Regions from separate parts of the Mus musculus genome. Here region 2 is linked to region 1. The links are chromatin contacts, called in public promoter capture Hi-C maps. All regions are on one chromosome and are shown on one strand. Each heading gives the region's core, a stretch centred on a gene start, on an enhancer-like site or on the middle of the called end of the contact. The rest is flanking DNA. Distances are from core to core; before and after follow the strand shown. Region 1 holds the start of Sec14l4 (SEC14-like lipid binding 4). Region 2 holds the start of Osm (oncostatin M).

What was found. Promoter capture Hi-C pulls out the DNA fragments that hold promoters and counts their contacts.
Region 2: a promoter capture Hi-C map of embryonic stem cells shows a contact between it and region 1, with 1.9 times the contacts expected there. The contact joins the promoter of Osm here to the promoter of Sec14l4 in region 1. A contact is called at or near these places in 1 of 39 promoter capture datasets (embryonic stem cells), 2 of 484 Hi-C or Micro-C datasets (embryonic stem cells and nephron progenitors) and 2 of 9 other capture datasets (adipose tissue and pancreatic islet).

What each region holds. Positions count from the first base shown.
Region 1 is chr11:4,027,436-4,034,265 of GRCm38.p6, reverse strand. It overlaps Sec14l4 (SEC14-like lipid binding 4), which reads right to left and starts at 2,484. Exons shown (of 12, transcript NM_146013.1): 1 at 2,367-2,484. The coding sequence starts at 2,420.
Region 2 is chr11:4,232,641-4,239,470 of GRCm38.p6, reverse strand. It overlaps Osm (oncostatin M), which reads right to left and starts at 2,686. Exons shown (of 3, transcript NM_001013365.2): 1 at 2,558-2,686; 2 at 929-1,065; 3 at 1-85. The coding sequence starts at 2,588.

The sequences.
Region 1 (6,830 bases), core at 1,235-3,734:
CACTCATATCGAGTCCCACCACCATCTCTAACTCCAGTTTCAGGAGATCCAATTCCCCTCTTCTGTCCCTCTCCAGCACCAGGCACACATGTGATGCACAGATGTGCATTCAGGTAAAACACTCGTATAGTCTCACACACACACACACACACACACACACACACACCTCTATAAGCCTGGGCCTAGTACCCAAGAGGCAGATGTAGGTGGATCTGGTGGGTTTGAAGCCATTCAGGGCTAGATACCCCAAATTTCTTAAAAGCAGCAATAATAATTTTTATTTTGAGACAAGGTCTTACTGTGTAAACCAGACTGGCCTGGAACTCAAAGAGGTCATCCTACCTCTGCCTCCCCAGGGTTGGGATTAACGGTGTATGCTACCACGCCAGGCTAATAATGATAATCCAGCAGAGGATGACATGGGACTGCATTTGGCTTTGCTTACACAATTAAAAATATGTGAAAAAAAAAAAAAGGCCAAACGTAAAGGTAGAAATTCCTACACTGTAGCAAGGGGAACATGAGCACTTGGGGCCTGATGATGCACGATGCCGGATACTAACATTTACAGCCTAACACCTAGAGGCCAGTCTGGAAATAACTGGTGCTCTGCAGTTTACTAAAGCCAGCCTCGGTGCAGCTGATGACCCTGCACAAGTAGCCTATGAGATGACTAAACTTCCAGTTAGCTGCTGTGACAGACCGGCCGACACCACCTGAGTTGGCATGGTCTCTTCTCTGGGATTATCACTGTGCAGCTGTGCATTTAACAACGTCTCCTTGGGCTGCAGAGATGGCTCAGCGGTTAAGAGAACTGACTGCTCTTCCAGAGGTCCTGAGTTTAATCCCCAGCAACCACGTGGTGGCTCACAACCATCTGTAATGGGATCTGATGCCCAATTCTGACATGCAGATAAAGTGCTCCTATACACAAATAAATAAATCTACAAACAAACAAACAAACAAACAGACCCCCCCCCCCAAAAAAAAAACAACTTCTCCTCTTTGGCCTTTTTGTTTTTTGGTAAATTCATAGCCGCCCCTCTCTGCCATTCCGTGTGATGTTCTCGGGTGCACACAAGCGGTAGGTTTGAAGCCTGGCTCCCAGCAGGCAAAGGGAGGATTCACACCAGAAAGCAGCTGCATCCTCAGGAGCCAAAGGAAATTTTGTCAGGGGTGGGGGTTGGAGGGTGTGAAAGGGGCCAGTGCCCTGTAAAAAACAAAGCTATACCTATCCTCCCCTCCAGGTGACTTCTAACTCAGCCTGGAGAGAAGCCACCTTACAGTGCCACACTGAAGACTGTGTGTCTGAAGTGTGACCACAGTGGCCCACCCTAGCTCAGGAGGACTCTGGAAGGAAGTGATCCGGGGCAAGGCAGTACAGAGCTCTGGGCCGTCCTTAGCCTCCCCCTCCTTCCTCCTTTCTCTTCCTATATGTTTTAACATAGCAAGCATTTGTTACTTTTAGTTAGTGGAGAAAGTAGGAGTGGCTGGTGGGGTTCTCTATCATAGTCCACTCCCAGAGACCATGTTTCCAGTTCCAAAAGAACTCAGGAGGCACCGGGTGCCTTCTGAGACCATCAGCCCTGGGAGTCTCATCAGAGGGTCCTTCCTGTTCCACTAAGGACCCCTTAATGGCTGAATCTCCAGGTCCCCTCCTTCACCCAGGATTCTCATGTCTCCCTGTAAGGTTCTTCCGCATGGGAGACACTACAAAACAAGCCGTTCATCTCTTGTTCCTTGAGACAGTGTCACTAAATTCAGGCTGGCCTTGAACCCACAATCTTCTGGTCTTTGTCTCGCAAGGCTTGGGATTCCAGACTTAAACACCTTCAGTACCTGTCACAATTCTTAAGCTTCCCCTTCAAACGAGGTTGAATGAGAACCTGGATGGGACTCCCCTTCCTCATAGCCTTTCCCTTCTCCAGGTACAGCCTGCAGGAGGCTCTCAAAAATCAGACCCCTAGCCCCTCTATTTCTCTGTCATAATTAAAAGTAAACAAGTAAGTCTGATAGGGAGAAGACTGGGAACCCGAGCAACAGAAACCAAACCAAACACTGTTGCAATCTGGCAGGGATCTCCTAATCTGCCTGGCAGAAGTCACTGGCCTGGGAACAGAGGCCAGGGATGGGTGGTGGGAGCTGTGCTGGAAGGCTAAACTTGCAAACACACACACGCACACGCACACACGCGCACGCACACACACCGGCAGTTGCTCAGAGGTAGAGAGAGGTCCTAGCCCAGGTGTGCGCGGGAGGCGCTGGCTTCGCCAACCAGTCCCTGCATAAAGCTGTAGCCAATGCGGGCCGCTTGGGTTCTGCTTGGCTCCCGTGCCTTCCCTCCCGCCTCACCCCTCACCCCTTACCCTGGCCAGAGCCTCCTGCTGCTGCGGGCTCAGGTCCCCGACTTGTCCTCTCATGGTGCTCTCTGCTAGGCCTCAGCTGCTGCCACCTTCACAGGGCTTTACTTAGCAGGTCTGCTGCTGATCCCGCCCCAAGGGAGGCCCGCCCCAAGGGAGAATCCCTGTTCCTGCCCCGCCCTACCCAGTGCTCCCCTGTTTTTGTTTTTCTTTTGTTTTGTCTGCCCCAGGTCATCAAGCCTACCTTAAGGGGACAGAGAGGTGACCAGATCTCAAGAGGTGTCCTGAGAGTCTGAGGTAGCAAGTGGCCCTCACCTCCAGGTCTTCACGCGCTTTCAGGGGGTGGGACTGTAGGTGTGTGGGGAGTGGGTGTTAAGAAAGTGCTCACCTAAGGACAGGTACGTGGAGCACACACTTCCGGAGCCAAGTGGGAGTTGAAAATGTCACCACTTCTGAGTCCTTTTGCCCAAGGAGAGCCCAGCCCCCCTCCCCCGACCTTGAACACAGGCTGCGCTCCACAAATGTTTGCTGGCCAGGAGAGCCCTTATTTGCCAAATGGCTCCAGACCTCTAGAAGTTAGGAGGGATTAGGTAAGACCATGTCTCCTGTGTTAGCAGAATGCCTGGCACGGCACACACAGTTTCAACACTCTATGAAGGCCGTCAGCTCAGGCGGGAACTACAGGATGGCCCAGGGGTGAGCCTCTGGGAGGTAGAGGGTGGGAGGCAGCCACACTGAGTAGGCTGACCTCTCTGGGTAGGATGAGAAAACACAGGCTGCCTTGGCATGAATTTTCTGCAAAGCAGGTGGCACCTGAGCAGGGAGGAGATAGTGAAACAGGCCACTGACACCTTTCCCCTCTGTCGTCCCATGGATCAAATTAAGTTTTAGGTAGGGGGTGACCAAGCAAGGGCTCACTGTCCTTTGGACTATTGTCTGTTGGAGATGTGGTTGGTCAGGAACAAGTATGGCCTGTGCTAGGTAGAAACGGCAAATCAGATTTCAATGACTTAGCACCAGAAACAGTAACTATTTTATTCAGTTTTCCTACTGATACATGTATGTTCATATTATAACTTCAGATATTCTGAAATATACAAAATACACTTTTAAAAAAAGACAGGGTTCTTACGTAGGCCAAGATGTTTCAGACTCACTGTGTAACCACGGAGAATCTTGAACTCTTGATCTTTCGGCTTCCACCTCCCCAGTGAAGGGATTACAGGCAGGGGCCATCAAGTCTGGTATTCTGGGTAATTTTATATAAACTTGACACAAGCTAAAGTTATCAGAAAGGAGGGAGCACCTTTGAGAAAGCCTCCATCAGATTAGGCTACTGGCAAATCTATAGAACATTTTCTTTTTCTTTTTTTCTTTTTTTGAGACAGGGTTTCTCTGTGTAGCCCTGGCTGTCCTAGAACTCACTTTGTAGACCAGGCTGGCCTCAAACTCAGAAATCTGCCTGCCTCTGCCTCCCGAGTGCTGGGATTAAAGGCATTACCACCATGCCCGGCAGGACATTTTCTTAATTAGTGATCGATGAAGGGATGGCCCACCCCCTTGTAGGTGGTGACAGCCCTGGGCTGGTGGTCCTGGGCTCTATAAGAAAGCAGGCTGAGCAATCCAGAGCAAGTGAGCAGTCAGCAGCATCCGCCCATGGCCTCTGCACCAGCTCCTGCCTCCAGGCTCCTGCCCTGTGTGAGTTTCTGTCCTGACTTCCTTGAACAGCAGTGTGGAAGTGTAAGCTGAATAAACCCTTTCCCTCCCCAAGCTACCTTGGTCATGCTGTTGTGTCTCAGCGACAGTAGCCCTAACTGGGACACCTGGTTTATATGGCTCTGGAGCTGGAACACAGGACAAGCCTTCTACAGGCTGAGCTATTCCTCAGATGAAAGGACTCAGGGTGGACTCGCACAAAGTGCATTTATTTTATTTTTTCATAGTTTTTATTTTTTGAAACAGGGTCTCACTACGCAGCCCTTGCCAACCTGGAACTCACTGTGTAGACCAGGCTGACCTTAAACCCAGAGATCCTCCTGCCTCTGCCTCGTGAGTGCTGGAATGAAAGGCCTATTTTGTAATCGATAGATTTTCTTCTCTAAGGCAGTTTTAGGAGTCAGTAGGGGTTAAGAACTGTAAAAGGACATGTCCCTGGCTGTGGTTTCAGAGGGAATATTTTCACTGACCTACAAACCCTCTATGTTCTGCTTATTCTTTCTCCCCTTTGAGAATCCAGGTTCCTGGGCCTGGAGAGGTGACGCGGTGCTTCAGAGCACTTGTGGCTCTCCCAGAAGCCCAGACTCATCCAGCAGCATCTCTCAGGAAGCTCACAACCGGCTGTAACTTCAGGTCCAGGTGATCTGACGCCCTCTTCTGGCCTTCTGGGGCATTACATCACATGGTGCACACACACTCAGAGACACAAACATACATACATATATATATATTTAAATGCAGCTACTAAGCAGTGTGTGGTGGCACACTACTGTAATTCCAGTGTAATTGGGAGGCTGAAGTGGGAGGATTGAAAGTTCCTGGGCTCCATACTACCCACACACATGTGCAGACAAAACATTCATACACATCAAATAAAAATAAATAAACCAGAGCCTAAAGATGATGGCTCGGCAATTAAGAACAGGGTTGCTCTTCCAAAAGACCTGGGTTCAGTTTCCAGCACCCACATGGTGATTCACAGCCATCTGTAACTCCAGTCCCATGGGATTTGTTGCTATCTTTTGGCTCCAGCAGGCACCAGGCACATATGTGGAGCACAGTCATACAAGAAGACAACGCATTTATTCAGTAAAGAAATAAACAAACAAACAAAGAACTAGACCTCAGAGCCTTGTGCATGTTTGGTAGTGGCTTTACCACTGAGCTAAACCCTCCATCCGAGAGCCTGTTTCATAAGAAAACATTGCACAGCCTTCCACCTGCAATATTAGAATCTGGGAGGTAGCGACAAAGAATTCAAGGTCATGTTTCGCTACTTAGTCAGTGGAGGCCAGCCTGAGCTACATGAGACCCTGTTTGAAAGAAACTGATTTAAGATACTGTTGGTATCTGCTGGTGTGAATTTGCAGAAAGCAAATGTACAAAAATTGGTATCTTCATTAAGAACAAATGAAAATTTATGAGAAAAATAGGGCACTAATGGAAAGAGGATGGAGAGCTTCAATTCTCAGAGAAGCAAGCGCACAGGCAGGCCTCAGGAGGCTTCACCTCTTCCACCCCGGGTCTTGATGTTCACGGGCGTTGTCTTAGTGAGCAGTGAGATGCCTTACACCCCTGAGAAATCAGAAAGAAAAAGCAACACACACACTTTGTAAAAAATGATGATAGTGTTAGAAGTTAGTGAAATGGAGATGTGTGTGTGTATAATTTATATATATATATATACATATATATATATATATACATACACGTTTTGCCTGCATATATGTCTATTCACCACCTACCATCTAAAAGAGGATGTCAGATCTCCTGGAAATAGAGTTATAGATGTGGGTGCTGGGAATCAAACTCTGGTCCTCTGGAAGAGCAGCCAGTGCTCTCAACCACTGAGCCACCTCTCCAGCCCTGAGAGTGCCATATATTACAGGCAGGAATAGTACTGTTTCTATCAATGACTTGACAACATTTAACGGATTCCTCAAACATTTTACCACTTTGCTCAGTGATAATCCTGATGGAAGATAGTTCAGGTTCACAATTATATTGCATGCATATATATGTCTGGAGAGATGGCTCAGCGAGGAAAGATGGCTGCCCTCCAAGCCTGATGCGTCAGCTCCATCCCTGAGACAGAAGAAAAGTGCAAACTCCTGAGAGGTCTCCTGTGACCTCCACACTCACATCGTGGGACACACACACTCACACAAGACACACACACACACACATGCATGCATACACACACATACACATGCACACACACACCCCAGTAGGAAAAATTAAGGCCCAGAATGTATGTATACGTTTGTGTGTTTTTAACAGAATTTTGAAACAAGTTTAAATAACTATATGGCCATTGATGTAGCTGGTGGAGAATTTATAATACAGGGGAAAAAATAACCATGAATCAGTTTGGAAAAAGATGGAACCAGATGGTATGTGCTTCACACTTCTGGGAGGTGAGACAAATCCACTCTGTGAAAGATTGAACGTGGGAAGAAACGTGCTTAACTTTGCCATCTCCGAGGAAAGGCAAAAGGCCCCAGTGACTGTCCCCTGCAAAGACAGGCCTGCGTTTAGTCAGCTCTGCTCACCAGGCCTGCTCTAAGGGCTTGTCAATATTAGTTCAGTGCTGACAAACAGAAAAATAATATGAATATTATTCAGTGTGACCTGAAGTTTTCAAGCCACTAGGGGCGAGGGGGGCGGGGGGGGGGATTCATTTACAAGTGCTTTGCATTTCCAGTGGGAAATGCAAAGTCAGGAGTCTGCCGGGACATTGGGGGCGGGGGGGGG
Region 2 (6,830 bases), core at 1,437-3,936, 210 kb before region 1:
GGAGTGTGTCCTCACTGGGGAAGGCCACAGAGTGCTGGGTGCAGGCAGCTCTCAGGTCAGGTGTGTTCAGGTTTTGGAGGCGGATCTGAGGAAGGAAGAGATGGAGGAATGCATGACAAAACCCCTCAAACACAGAGAAACCCGTCTTGGCTGCCTTTAAAACACAAGCTCTAGCGGGGCGTGGTGGCACAGGCCTTTAATCCCAGCACTTGAGAGGCAGAGGCAGGTGGATTTCTGAGTTCGAGGCCAGCCTGGTCTACAGAGTGAGTTCCAGGACAGCCAGAGCTACACAGAGAAACCCTGTCTCGAAAAAAACAAAAACAAAACAAAAACAAAAAAACAAAAAACAAAACAAACAAAAAAACACAAGCTCTTGTATGATCTTCCCAACAAAGAGATGGAAAAAAAAAACAACAAAACAAAAACCAAGGTATGAAGAGAAATCTGACGCCAGCAGAGATGGGCAGGAGGGCTGTCAGGGCCCTGGGGTGACTGTGCTTGCAGTGGATAGAGTGAGGGTCCCTAGGTGTGGTGGGGGCTGCAGGAGCCCTGACAGGTTCACTCACTGCTGCATCTGGGAACCTAGAACCAAATGCCAAACTTTCCAGACAGTCAGGAAATGGAGTTGGGGCCGGGCGGTGGTGGTGGTGGTGGTGGCGCACGCCTTTAATCCCAGCACTCGGGAGGGAGGCAGAGGCAGGCAGATTTCCGAGTTCGAGGCCAGCCTGGTCTACAAAGTGAGTTCCAGGACAGCCAGGGCTACACAAAGAAACCCTGTCTCGTAAAACCAACTGGGAGCGGAGCAGCTCTGCCGTCCCTAGAATGCCTCAGTTTCCCCTCCTGCCCCTTCCTGGTCCTCCATGTGTTCACTCTCTCACTAGTCCCCAAGATTCTCTGAGGTTCAGGTACCCTAAGGGCTGAGGCTTACATAGGGCTCCAAGAGTGATTCTGTGTTCCCCGTGAGGTTCGCCTGATTCTGCAGCTGGCTGAGGAGCTGAGAGGAAGAGTTGGAGCAGCCACGATTGGCCAGTGCCATGCTCAGGATGAGGAGACTGAGGGTCAAACCTGGGCAGAGAAGAGCGCATCAGTTACCTGACTGGTGGTTGTCCAGCCCAGGGGAGGAGCTGGGCACACAGTAGGGTCTGGGTTTGCACAGAAGCACTCACTGGGGCTACCACCTTCCACCATAAACCAAACAGGGTGAAGGAGATGGTGGTGGCTGCAATTTCCCTGCAGCTCTTCGGGGAGAGGTTGGGTTGTAGCCTCCAGCATCCCTGTCCTGACTTTATGGCATAACGAACAGACAAGAGAGTCCTCTATAAGATATCTGGCCTCATACAAGGGTTAGCTCTGTCCTAAGACTGACAGGTTAAGTTCCTGACTACTTTATAGACCTTAACATTCCCTGTAGGCAGAATAGAGTTGACCAGGGGTCTGTCCTGAGGTGCAGCCCCAGGGCAGCAGGTCACCTAAGCTCTTTTCACAGAGCCAGAAAAAGCACCTCTCCACTCACTGGGCCAGCCAGTGCTGACGGCCATTCTGCTGAAAGGTGAGCAAGATGCGAGAGGAAAGCCTGTCCAGGTCACCCATGCTCAGCACTCGCCCTGCCCTTCCTGCCACCGACACACGAACCCCTAACACACGCACACACCAGGACTGCTGGGAGCCCAGGAGAAGGTTGTAGGGGTGAGGGCAGATGATCATAGTTCCAGCTCGCAGGCCCCCACCCTCACAGGCACCGGCAGCCACGTGGTCGGAAGGGGCCTGTGGTGCAATGGCCCGGAAGGCTACGACACCATCCTTCCCTTCCTACAAACCAACCAGCCCCACCCCACCCCACCCCCTCGCCCCTGGGGAGGGCCTGTAGCCCAGGCGTGCCAACCACAAGTCCCCTCCCCATCTTCCCCCGTGTCTGCAGCTACACTGCCAGTGAGGGTCCACAGCGAGCTTGTAACAGGTGCACATGGACCAGTGCCTGTGGGGGTGTGCCCGTAGACCTAGGTGAGGCACTGCAGTACCTGCCCCGGTCACCGGGGGTTCTGGTCTGCAGGTGAGACTTCCTACCTTACTGAGAGGGAGGACCTGTTCCCACATAGATGGCTCTGCTTGCCTGTCCCCGTGTGGGTGTGGCTGTATGAGTGGCGGGATGATCTAAGGACCTCTGGCTTGGCTGACTTTGCATCTGCCCCAGACCCCGAGAATTGAATCAGAGCAAGAAGTGAGCCCCTTGCTCCATTTCCGCGCAGATCTGGAACTTCCTTCTCTGCTCATCCCCTACCTGCCTTGGGCTTCTCCAGACTCTTCTCACTCTTTCTCCTCTTCCCTCATGCCCTGGTCCCCGGCATGGTCTCTCTCACGCCTCCCTCTGGAATACCTTCCAGAAATACTACGTTTCCACCTGTGGCTATGCTGGGGTCTCAGTGGATCCCTGCCCTACTAGTTCTCCCTCTCGTCCACATCCTTCACTTGATCTACAGCTCCCAAGGGCAGAGGGTGCCTACAGCAGCCAGTTGGCCCAGCTGCGCCCTGGGATGGTAGAAAGGAAGGAAGTACTTACTGAGCAGTGTTCTTAGAAGCCGTGTCTGCATACTGGGTCCTGGTACTCTGGCCCGTGCCTCTCAGGGGTGACACAGCTTGGCTGGGTGTCCTGCAGGCTGGCAGCCACTTTATGCCCGACGGGGCGATTGGCCAACATCTCGTGAGGTGGGTGGGGAGGGGGAGGGGGAAGGGCAGGCCTTCTGGGAACATGACCCCAAAAACCAAAGTCTCCCCAGGCGGCCAATGGGCGCCATGCGCCATGACATGCCCGCTCCTCCTCCCGTTTTCTTCGAATTCGTTCTTCGAGGTCAGCCCCACGCCCAAGGATGATGTAAACCGCAGCCTCAGCCTTCTTGGGGTGAGCGGGCAGCACGGGGGTCCGTATCATCTTCAGGGATCAGTCCAGGGGTCAGAGCACGACTTGCAAGGGAGGCCACCCCTGGTCCAGAAACTACCAACCTCCTAGGACACGAAGGTTTAGGGCTAAAGGGAGCCAGACATCTTCCTTGTTGAGTGCCCTTCCCACCCTCTCGCTTGGGCTGTCGGGACATCTGTGAGCGGAAACCACCAGGCTCTGGGCACAGAGCCAGACTTGGGCCCCAAAGATTGTGCCTCTAATCCCAGGTCAGCATCTTCTAGCCCAACTCATTTCCATTGTCTCTATTAACTGTCCTCGCCCAGCCTTCCCAATCCCAGATCCTCTCTCTGTAGACAGGGTCCTTTAGGACCCTTGGAGCAAGAGAAATTAGAGAACGGGTTCAAAGCTTGTGACACGCTGTGTCGCTGTGTTGTCTGAGGCAAGTCACTCAGCTACTTTGAGCCCCACCTGAGAAAGCGAGAGAGAAAAGCACTCCTTGGTTCACCCCTCAAGGTCACTGCCAACATGGACATAAAAGGCAAAAAAGCCTTTGAAGAAAAAAGAAAAGACTAGGCTTGAATTCCAAGTACTGGTTTTCAGGGGATGGGATGGAGGGGGCGGGGGAGACCGGGAAGCTGTGAGCTCAGAGGGGAAGCTGGAGGGAGGGGTGGGGGAGCTGCGACAGTTGGACACAAGGTTTCACTTTCTCTGAAAGATAGCGATCCATCATGGGTGGGTCTTCTGCTTCTCCGCACTGAGGGACTGAGGCCCAGGCTGAGCCAGATCCACAGGCCATGCTTGGAAGCCACAGCACATCTGCCAAGCTAGAATGAGCATCCTTAGGCTGTACCTGCTGTTGGCCCTCATATATTCATTCAACAACCCCCCCACTCCCTATCCAGGAGGCGACTGTGCCCCCATCCACATATTCTCTGCACCTAGCAGAGTGTCCCCCTTGTTAGCAACTCCCCAGTACAGTCTAGACTAGATCCTTCTGAAGTCTTCATTTCCTCCTACTGAATTTCTTACCTCTGCCCACTCCAGGGTGCTGTTCCCTAGGGCCCTGGTCAGGGATCCTTCTGCATTTCATATCCGTGATGTCATCCTGGGACAGTCCCTATACCCCTACACTCAAGCTCTCACTGTGATAAGGAGACAGAGGGAAGCTCCAAGCAGCCCCAGATCTAGCCGGAGAGTGTTATGTCGTGCTTCTCGGAACCCATATGTTGGCAAGAGACCCTCCTTCACCTCAGTTGTTCCTTCCTCTCTCCCATGGACCATACACTACCTCCTCTGTTTAGAATAAAGGTGCCAAGGGGTGACTTGCCCTGTTGGAGGACACCTGCACAGTTGGGGGAGGTGTCCAGAGCCGGATGGCGTGGTACACATTTGTAATCTCTATTTCTCTAGAGGCTGAGACAGGACTGTGCATCAGAGGCCAGCCTGGGATAGACAAGGGGACTGATCTCAAAGCAAAATCAGGAGCTGGGCATACAGTCTCAAATAAATAAATAAATAAATTCAATTAAATAAAGTCAAAGGGAATAAATTCAATTAAATAAAGTCAAAGGGGCTGCCACGTCAACCTAGGCCAGCGCCTAGCCTCAGAGCTTAACACCCTGAGGGTTTCCTCCTACTACAGAAAAGGAGAGGAAGAAAGGAAGAGCGTGCATTTATTTACCTGGTGTCTGAAGGCATGTCTTAGCTGGGGGCCAGAGGGTTGTGCTGGACAGGCCACTGGGACTAAGGTCAAGAGCAAGGCTTGTGTGCATATTTATTTCCCGGAACTATCAAAATGGGAGGGCCTCTGCCCAAAGACACCAAAATCTGCAGAAGCCGCAGACCCTTCTAAAAATTGTGTGGTGTGTGCATGGAACCTCCACAGGGCCTCCTGTAGACAGCATCCTTCCCTAGATGGCAGATCATGTAAAACATGGTGTTATTGGGGAATCTCAAAAGGAGCATGTCTGCCTTCCTTCCGGAGGAGCCCATTTCTTCCTGGTTTCTATTTTCACCCCCCTCCCGCACACAGTTAATGAGTCCTCTGATATGGGGGCCACAAGCTGTGCAGCCTTGACAAGGACACAATGTATTTCCTACCATTGTACAGGCTAGACATTTGAGTAGGCTATCTCTGGGGCTGGATGCTCCCAGGTACCTCTCCTTTGCTGTTGATTTACTCAGGCCTGTTCTCATCTGTGTATCCCAGGCTGACCTCCAGCTCACACTGCAACCCAGAGTGGCTTTAGATTCTCAGTCCTCTTGCCTTGCGTTCCCCATCTTGGGATCATTGGAATGTGCTACCCCACGTGGCTGCTTCTTGGCTTATAGGTGGCCAAATTTCCACTGTGCCTTTATATAACCATTCACCCCCTTCTGCATTTTCTGTCCCCTGATCTCTTTGTTTTTATTTTCCTTGTTTTTTTCTTTCTGAGACAGGATTTCTCTGTGTAGCTTTAGCTGTCCTGGAACTCGCTCTAGAGAAGAGGCTGTCCTTCAACTCAAAGATCTGCCCGTTTCTGCCTCCCATGTGCTGGGATTAAAGGTATCCACCACCACAACCACCACTCAGTTTCCTGAATTCTTTTTATGTGATATACGGGTGGGTATGTATTTATGAGGGGAAGTGCATATACTCCTGTTGTACATGCAGATGCCAGAGGTCATAGTTAAGCAGAGTAAAGTGTCTTCCTCTATTACTCTCTACCTTTGTATAAAGAGTGTGTATGTATGTATGTATGTATGTATGTATGTATGTTGTATGTGAATATGTGTGTATATATGGAGTCTATATATGGTGCATATGGTATGTGTATATACATAGGGTATGGGGGTATGTACACATATGTGTGTGTGTATGTTATGTGTGGTGGATTTGGTATGTGGATATGGTGTATGTGTGTGTTCATCTGATGTGTGTGTGGTGGAGGTGGTGTGTAGATGTGTGTGTCTATATAGCATTTATATATAGTGCATATGGTGCATTATTATGGTATCTGTGTATACATAGGGTGTGGGGGTATGTGTGTACATGTGTGTATATGGTGTGTATGTATGGTGTGTGTGGTAGATGTGGATGTATGTATATCGTATGTGTGTGTGTGTTCATATGGTTTGTGTGGTGAAGGTGGTGTGTGGATGCACATGGATACACTTGTAAGCAGAGGAGGACACCACTCAGCCTGCTCTGTCATTCTGTCTCATCCCTTGAGATGGGGTCTTTCACTTATCTGGAGCTAGGCTAGCAGTTGAGAGCCTTAGGCACTTCCCGCTCCAGTCCTTACTCAGTGCTGGGGTTGCAGGCCTGCATGGCCACACCTGGCTTTTCTCATGGGTTCTGAGGATTTGAACTTAGGTACTCATTCTTGCACAGCAAGCCCTATACTGATAGAGCCACTTTCCTGCCTCCTAATTTCTTTCCTAATCCAGTGGCGCTGAATCAGAGCTCACCCATGACCGCTTTTGCTTGCTTCTTTACAGTCACATCTGATGCCGTGAGGTAGGACTGTACATTCTGACTTGGGGAACAGGCTAGCCCATGGCAGGTTGTAAGAACAGTCAGGGTTGGCTATGGGGACAGGAGTGGAGGGTACTGTACGCAGAGGGACAGTGGGAGTGGCCCAGAGGATGAGAGGCCTGCCTCACTACCATCCAGGCAAAGCGTGAGGGAAGATGCGTCAGCGATTCTGGTGAGGTCAGTGCCCAGTGACGTCCTTGTCGCCAGCAGGAAAGGCTTGCAACAGTCAGTATAAATAGAATTTCAACCACAGGGCCCGGGTTGTCCCCTCTTCCTGGGCCACGTCAGCCAGGTCCGCGTGATGTGGAAAGAGAGAGAGGGTGGGTTTGCTTCCTCAGAACTGCTATCTCCCAGCCTTTCCGGCCCACCCTCTGGCTGTGAGGGCCCTGCCCCTTTAATTGCTCGGACTGGCTCTGC